2 separate regions of the Ovis aries genome follow, and region 2 is linked to region 1. A link is a contact called in public Hi-C data. All regions are on one chromosome and are shown on one strand. The core of a region is the stretch at or near the end of the contact, and the rest is flanking DNA. Distances in the headings are between cores, read along the strand shown. Region 1 overlaps DAPK1 (death associated protein kinase 1). Region 2 has its middle 57 kb from the start of TRNAA-AGC.

Evidence for each region. A called contact is a pair of places that touch in the nucleus more often than the background predicts.
Region 2: a contact with region 1 is called in a Hi-C map of tail adipose tissue, with 5 times the contacts expected there. The contact joins two enhancer-like sites. A contact is called at or near these places in 10 of 16 Hi-C or Micro-C datasets (blood, hypothalamus, liver and 5 more).

Annotation. Positions count from the first base shown.
Region 1 is chr2:32,040,407-32,043,792 of ARS-UI_Ramb_v3.0, forward strand. DAPK1 (death associated protein kinase 1) reads right to left here. Exons shown (of 27, transcript XM_042243060.2): 18 at 1,637-1,735. Among named protein-coding and RNA genes, the nearest start is that of CTSL, 110 kb to the left of the region's middle. Within about 2 kb of position 1,500, at least 8 of the 54 cell types and tissues checked have an H3K27ac peak or open chromatin away from gene starts, as enhancers often do.
Region 2 is chr2:32,365,754-32,369,139 of ARS-UI_Ramb_v3.0, forward strand. No RefSeq gene overlaps it. Among named protein-coding and RNA genes, the nearest start is that of TRNAA-AGC, 57 kb to the left of the region's middle. Within about 2 kb of position 1,603, at least 10 of the 54 cell types and tissues checked have an H3K27ac peak or open chromatin away from gene starts, as enhancers often do.

The sequences.
Region 1 (3,386 bases), core at 250-2,749:
CTGTAAAAAAAAAAAATTTCTTCTCGTAAAAATGTATATAAGTGCTTTATTGTGGAGTAACTAGACTGAGTGCCTAGACATGGTTGGGGAAAGTTTGATAATGGCACATCAGGTTCATAGGTGGCTGTGGGTGGGCTTGTGATGGGCGAGCAGGTGCCCTAAGAAAGTCCAGTCCCAGGTAAAGCATTGGTCATCACTGGGCCTGCAGAGGAGCCCAGCTCAGGGCTCAACACTGCAGAAAACAGACCCCCTGCTTGTGGGGAGGGAATGACATTCTCGTCACATTTGTGCCACCAGGGAGGCAATGCCCTAGGCCAGGGGTTAGCAACCATTTTCTGTAAAGGGCCTAAGAGCAGATATTTGGGGCTCTGAGGGCGTTGGGGTCTCTGTTGCAACTGCTCAAGTCTCCCCTTGAAGAGTGAAAATGGCTGCAGACAATATGTAAACAACAGGCATAATAAATAAATATTAAAAACTTATAAATAATAAATAAAATAATAAAATAATAATAATAATAAAACTTTATTAACAGAAGTGGGCAGCAGGCTGAGTTTGGTCTGTGGTCCACAGTTTGCCATCCCCTGTATGATTCTCCAGCTTCAGATCCCTGATTTTCCCAAGGTTAGCTCCCATATTTTAAAACTCCAGTGGGTCTCCTCTAAAGAAACAGTTTGTGTTAGCAAAGCTCTTGTGAGTTTTAGGAATCTCTCACATGAGCCAGTGGAGACTCAACCCACTGCCAGGCCAGAAACAGCTCAAAAGATAATGTTTCACTGCAGCTGTAAAACAGCAACCTTATCTCATCCGCAGACACAACAATGGGTCTGGTTCCTCTCTAGTATCCTCAAAATGAGGATCAAAGGGTTTCTTCTGCAGGGAGGTACCACGTCTGGAATGGGGAGTGTCAGGAGTGAAACTAAAGAGGGGAAACTAAAGAAACCTTATTTTAAAATATGCAGTGGCTTCCCTGGTGATGCTAGTGATAAAAAAAAAAAAAAGCAAAAAAAAAAAACCCCATCTGCCAATGCAGGAGACATAAGAGATGTTAGGTCCCTGGAGTTGGGAAGATCCCCTGGAGAAGGGCACAGAAACCCACTCCAGTATTCTGGAGAATCCCGTGGACAGAGGAGCCTGGCGGGCTACAGTCCATAGGGTCACAAAAGAGTCGGACACTACTGCATGCATGCAGGCCTAAGAGCAAAGCCAGACCTTTCAAAGACGAGAGGACAGCTGTTGTCACCTGCTCCCCCCACACTGAGGGGCCTTCCTCCTCCCTCTCTGAAAGCCCATGGCCCCTCCAGTCCCCCACAGTGGAGGGGGCATACTTAGAAAAGATAAACACACAAGCTAATACAAAACATGAAGGCCTGTTGTATAACACAGGAAACGAAAAGGCCAGTGGGAAACAGCAGGTGTTCCCGGCAGTGTGGGTCTGGGGAAAGAAGAGGATGAGGCATTAACAAGATCTTACCCTGGGTTTGTGTGGGCAGATGTTTACATAACTGCCTGCGGAGGAGCTGGAGCTTAATAGCAGCCTGTCTGCTTTGCAGTGCAGTTGCCAAGCAATACCTTCCCTCTCGTGCCCTCGAGGCTTGAGACACTGGCAGTCATTTTCTTCTGCCAGAGGGCTACTCACCGAGGTCAGCGCCTCCACATTGGCGCCCATCAGACACAGGTAGCGGACCACGTCCAGAATCCCGTTGTTGGCGGCAAGGTGCAGAGGCGTCCGTCCATACTGCAGGAGACAAAAAGACCCGGGAGAGACCTCACCCTTGCTGCCGAGGATGACATGTGTGGAGGGACCAGGAAGAGATAGGAGGCGAGGTCTCCTTTCTCCAGAAACTTGCCATCTCCTTGGGGAGGCAAGCCAAACAAAATGTTTTCAAGTATTTCTCAGCTAACAGAGTGACTTTAAAATAAAACTTCAAAGGCTGAAAGAGTGGGAGGCTTATCATAAAATAACTAAATTAAGTCTCCTGCTGTGCTGGAAGAAAGGAGGCATGAGTCAGGGCTGAAGGCCCCAAAGTTCCAGAAAAATTTGCACTGTGGCTCAGATTTAGAGACAGCAAGGGAAGAAGGCATGGAAGGACAGAAAGTGAAGATGCTCTAATGCGGTGAAACGCCACGGCCATACCCAGCATTTTTGATTGCCTACGGCTCCCAAACCATGGGCCAAGGTATCTGGGGGCACTGCAGTGTATTCAAGGGGGTGTTGAGGAATACTTTAAATTTTTGATGGAACCAGCAGGTTCCGACACCAGGGAAACTACTAGCTTCAGGCAGTTCAGTGTCTCAAATTAGCTGGGACTGCCTTCCTTTCAGTGACATTGCGTATGCACTGCACAGGGTTGGCGGTGACTGTGATACAAAGCAGGTATCTTGTGAAGATCCACATAGAACAGGATATAGGGGTGGTGGTGTCCACTCTGAGTCCAAGGTTTAAAGAGTCAGTTGTGTACTAATGAAAGGTGTGTGCTTGTTGGACACCTTTAAAGAGTCCAAGGTTTAAATAGGGATTCTCTAGGCAAGAACACTGGAGTGAGTTGCCATTTCCTTCTCTAATGCATGAAAGTGAAAAGTGAAAGTGAAGTCTCTCAGTCACGTCTGACTCTCAGCGACCCTATGGACTGCAGCCCACCAGGCTCCTCCGTCCAAGGGATTTTCCAGGCAAAAGTACCGGAGTGGGGTGCCATTGCCTTCTCTGCTCTTTTTCTAGATGCTCGTAAATGGTAAGCCAGTCTCAGCAGGAAATATTAATGTAATACTTTTCTGTGACTATTTCTGAAGGTTCCCAATGAGCACACACCTACCATTAGTATACAACTGTGGTCAATTGAGAATTTAAAAAAAAATAGCTTTCTTTCAATTTATGTGACTCATTTGTTCCATCAGCTCCTGAAATATTAGGTTGTTTGGGTTGAATAACTTAATAAACAGAACTTAAGCAGCCTGGAGTGCTGCAGTCTACGGGGTCGCAAAGAGTCGGACACAACTGACTGACTGAACAGCAACAAAGGTATTTAAACGATTTTTTTTTCTTTGTCGGCTGTGCCACACAGCTTGCGGCATCTCAGCTCTTGACCAGGATTGAACCTGGCCATGGCAGTGAAAGCCCAGAATTCTAACCATTAGGTTACCAAGGAACTCCTGGAACTTAAGGTTTTTCATTTGCTCGGGGGAAACCAGAAAAAAATAAATTACTTTACACAATGGAAATTATGAACTGAGCAAGTCTGGCTATCTCTGTTTATGTGCAAATAAACGTAGGTTTTTGTTAAGAAGTTAATACATGCTCATTTAGAATGTCCAAACAACATAGAAGGATACACAGTAGAAAAATGAAGTCTTTTCTTTCCATTCCCCCAAGTTCCCCCACTCAGAGCTAG
Region 2 (3,386 bases), core at 353-2,852, 330 kb after region 1:
TTAGGAGCGGGGGTTGGGGGTGTGGGGGGGGGGAGGCGGGGGGCTCTGTGGGGATCTGAGTCACTGTTGCCTGGCCTTGTGCTTTTCCCCTTTCTTCTCTGAGACCCCAGATGATGGGAACAGCAAGGGAAGGTGAAATTAAGAAAATTAAGGAGTTTGTATGCCAGATCTGAAAGTACATTACTTGACAGCGGGGTGTCCTGTCCTAGAAGGGCTCATGGGGCTTTCCTTTCAGGCTTTGTTATTTTATAAAGGCAATGTGGGTGGGGGGATGAAAGTGGAGGTGTCATACATGAACCATATTCTGAGGAAACTGGAGTTTGGGTATAGCAATGGGGAAGATTCTTGCAGTAAATGTTTTACCATAAAATAAATATTGGTTGAATTATTTTCCTTCCCAGGGATAGGATAGAACATAGTATGCAGAGATTGCTTCTGAGGGACCTGTAGAATAATGTGAGAAAACTTTTCAGATCACTAGCTCAACATTTCTCAAAAAAAATTTTTCTTTTGGTTGCTATTAATCAAAGGTTTTCTAAGACTTTATTTATTAATTAACTTTCCAGTTTCCCAAATCACATTTCTTAATATTTTAAAATTAAAGTTAGCCAAGGGCAGTTTTGCTTTCAGTAAAATCAGAATTTACCAGCTTAGTTCAACCCTGCCTAATTCCAAATGGCTGCTAGTATATATTTTCTCCTTTCAATTATGCTTTCACTCTCCATTCTGATTATTGCAGGTTATGCAAATCAAGCTGGAGAAGAGATTTAATTCAATCAGCTGTGGGTCTGCTTCCACTGATTTGAATATTAGCTGTTTCGTCTATATGTAAATGACTGGAGAGAAGGAAACTTGTTGCTATGCACTGTGACCAATCCTGATGCCATAACCTTGTGTCAGATCTCAAGGTCAAGCTCAAAGTCGAATTGATTGTGGGAGGATGTTTGGGGAGCCTGGAGCAAGACACTCCACCTCAGGTCTGTGCTTGGGATGGTTTTAAAAGACCCTGATCTTTTTGACACTGTCAGGAAGACCTCCTCCTCTTGTCCATTATTTATAATTCTCAGAAAGATGAGGGGAGAGACAGAGAGAAGGATTGCTTCTGTTTACTGAGAATTTTTTCCATTCACTCAAACGAAGCAGCATTCTTCACATACCAGGTTGAGAAAGGCAGCTAAGGTATCTATCCCTGAGGAAAAATAGAATATTTGGAGCTGTTAGCAAGCTGGGAGGGAGAGAGGCTTGCTCCAAATCTCACAAAGGACCAAGAACAGAGAAATTAATAGCACAGAGTGAATCCTTAGCCAACAGGGGAGCCCAGGACAAACTAACAAAGAAGGTTCTTCCAGGCCTTGCCTCTGGCTGCCCACGAGTCTTTGAAGTGCTAACATTGCTTTTCGGTGGGGAGGAAGAAAAGAGGGGGACAGCAGGGTTATAAAAATGCTATTTGTTTATCTGGAAGGTGCTAAACCAGTTTCCAGGCACAGATGTTGTTTTGCTTTAGAAAGCTGGAGATGTGTTCTTCAAAGGAACACTGACCCAATCCTGAGCTGATTCTTCCTCTTCCTCTTCTTTTTCCCCTCCCACTAAACTAGGTCAGGGAGAGAGTTTCATATTTTGTTGTTGTTAGACTGCCAGCTCAGAAGCGAGATGATTGGCTGAGACCTAGAGCTTGACAATTAAAGTTAAATACAGGCAGCTGGCTGGGTTTTGATTAAAAGCCATAATCAAGAAATCTGGCAATCTGGAATTGCATGATGGCTGAAGTCTGTTTTTTTTTTTTTTTTCTTTTTCCTGTTTGTGTTTTTAACCCCATGTGCACAATGACTAATCTTTTGGGGCTTTTTTCTTTACTGTCACTACAAATTTTCAGGTTTAAAAAAACTGACAGAAATTAAGTCATGTGTGAGTTTCCTTGTTTCTGAAATAGCTGAAGACTGCTGTGTTGCTGTCCATGTGATTTGGAGTTTCTGCTCTATTTGATGAAAATGAACACCGAAGACACAAATCAGTTTGTTAGCACAGTGTTTAATTTTTCTTTTTTTCCTACTCGATTAATTACTTATAAATGGGAAATAAAAACAACTCAGATCAACTCCTTTTATTGGTGCGGCTGTTCTGGATGCAGTTATTTTGTTGCTTCGAGGGCCACCTTGTGGAAGATAACTGTTATTTTGAATATGGCAGTCAAGAATGGATTCATTTAGAAAGTGTAATATACTGTCCATGTGACTTCCTGGTATAAAATCTAAGTAGAATGATCACTTAGTTTCTATCAGAAGATACCCTATAACAAAGAAAACTAGTTGTGGTGAATATGAAAATGTGTATGCTAAGTCGCTTCAGTCGTGTCCAACTCTGTGTGACCCCAGAGACGGCAGCCCACCAGGCTCCCCCGTCCCTGGGATTCTCCAGGCAAGAACACTGGAGTGGGTTGCCATTTCCTTCTCCAATGCATGAAAGTGAAAAGCGAAAGTGAAGTTGCTCAGTCGTATCCGACTCCTAGCGACCCCATGGAGTGCAACCTACCAGGCTCCTCCATCCATGGGATTTGCCAGGCAACAGTACTGGAGAGGGTTGCCATTGCCTTCTCCCAAATGAAAATGTATATACCACTATGAAATACACGAAGAAAGCTCAGATTTTGTAGTTCACATAAATCATCTGCATTTCCTTACAAGTCCTCAGGTGTTAGTGGGGTGGAGACTTGGGAGTGTCTACATTTCCCAACTATTTCAAGATTTCAGATTTCTTCTCCCTGCTGAACTTGGGGTGGTGAGGAAGGGGAACTTTGGGCTCTGGGTCAGTAGCATCACATCTTCTAATTGCAAATGGGCTAAACCATTTTCTGGACCTCAGCGTGGAGTCTGCCTTGAGCAGTTGGTCCCTTCTGGCTTTCTGGTATCATGTTGGGGATGGATCATGAGTCACTGTGCTTCATAGACTCCAAGGCTCCTTCATCATGACTTTAGCTGGCACAGGCCCTCTTGTATTTTCTGAGTCTCTCTACTGGGGAAGGGACAAAGTTCTGGAACTTCTGCAGACCATGCAGAGCTCTAGGGCATCAGTAACATGTTCTTAGGCTATCTACACAGATGTCTTTTTCACCATGGTTAGCCATGTGTATTTGATGTGGTGCCACATCAAAGACCGCTTCCTAAAGACATACCTGGGAGTTGTCTGGTTTCTCACATCTTCCCCAAGGTGGGAGTGAAGAATAGATATTGAGAACAGTGGCAACTCTGATCCTTTCACTCTAGTTTATTTATTTTTTTTTCATTTCTTCCTTTCTGAGTTCCATTGAGGCTAGAAGAAGGTTCTTCTCCTTTCTGTATATCAAGGATTTCCCTATCACCACCTCTTGCATTATTTATCCTATGATTTAC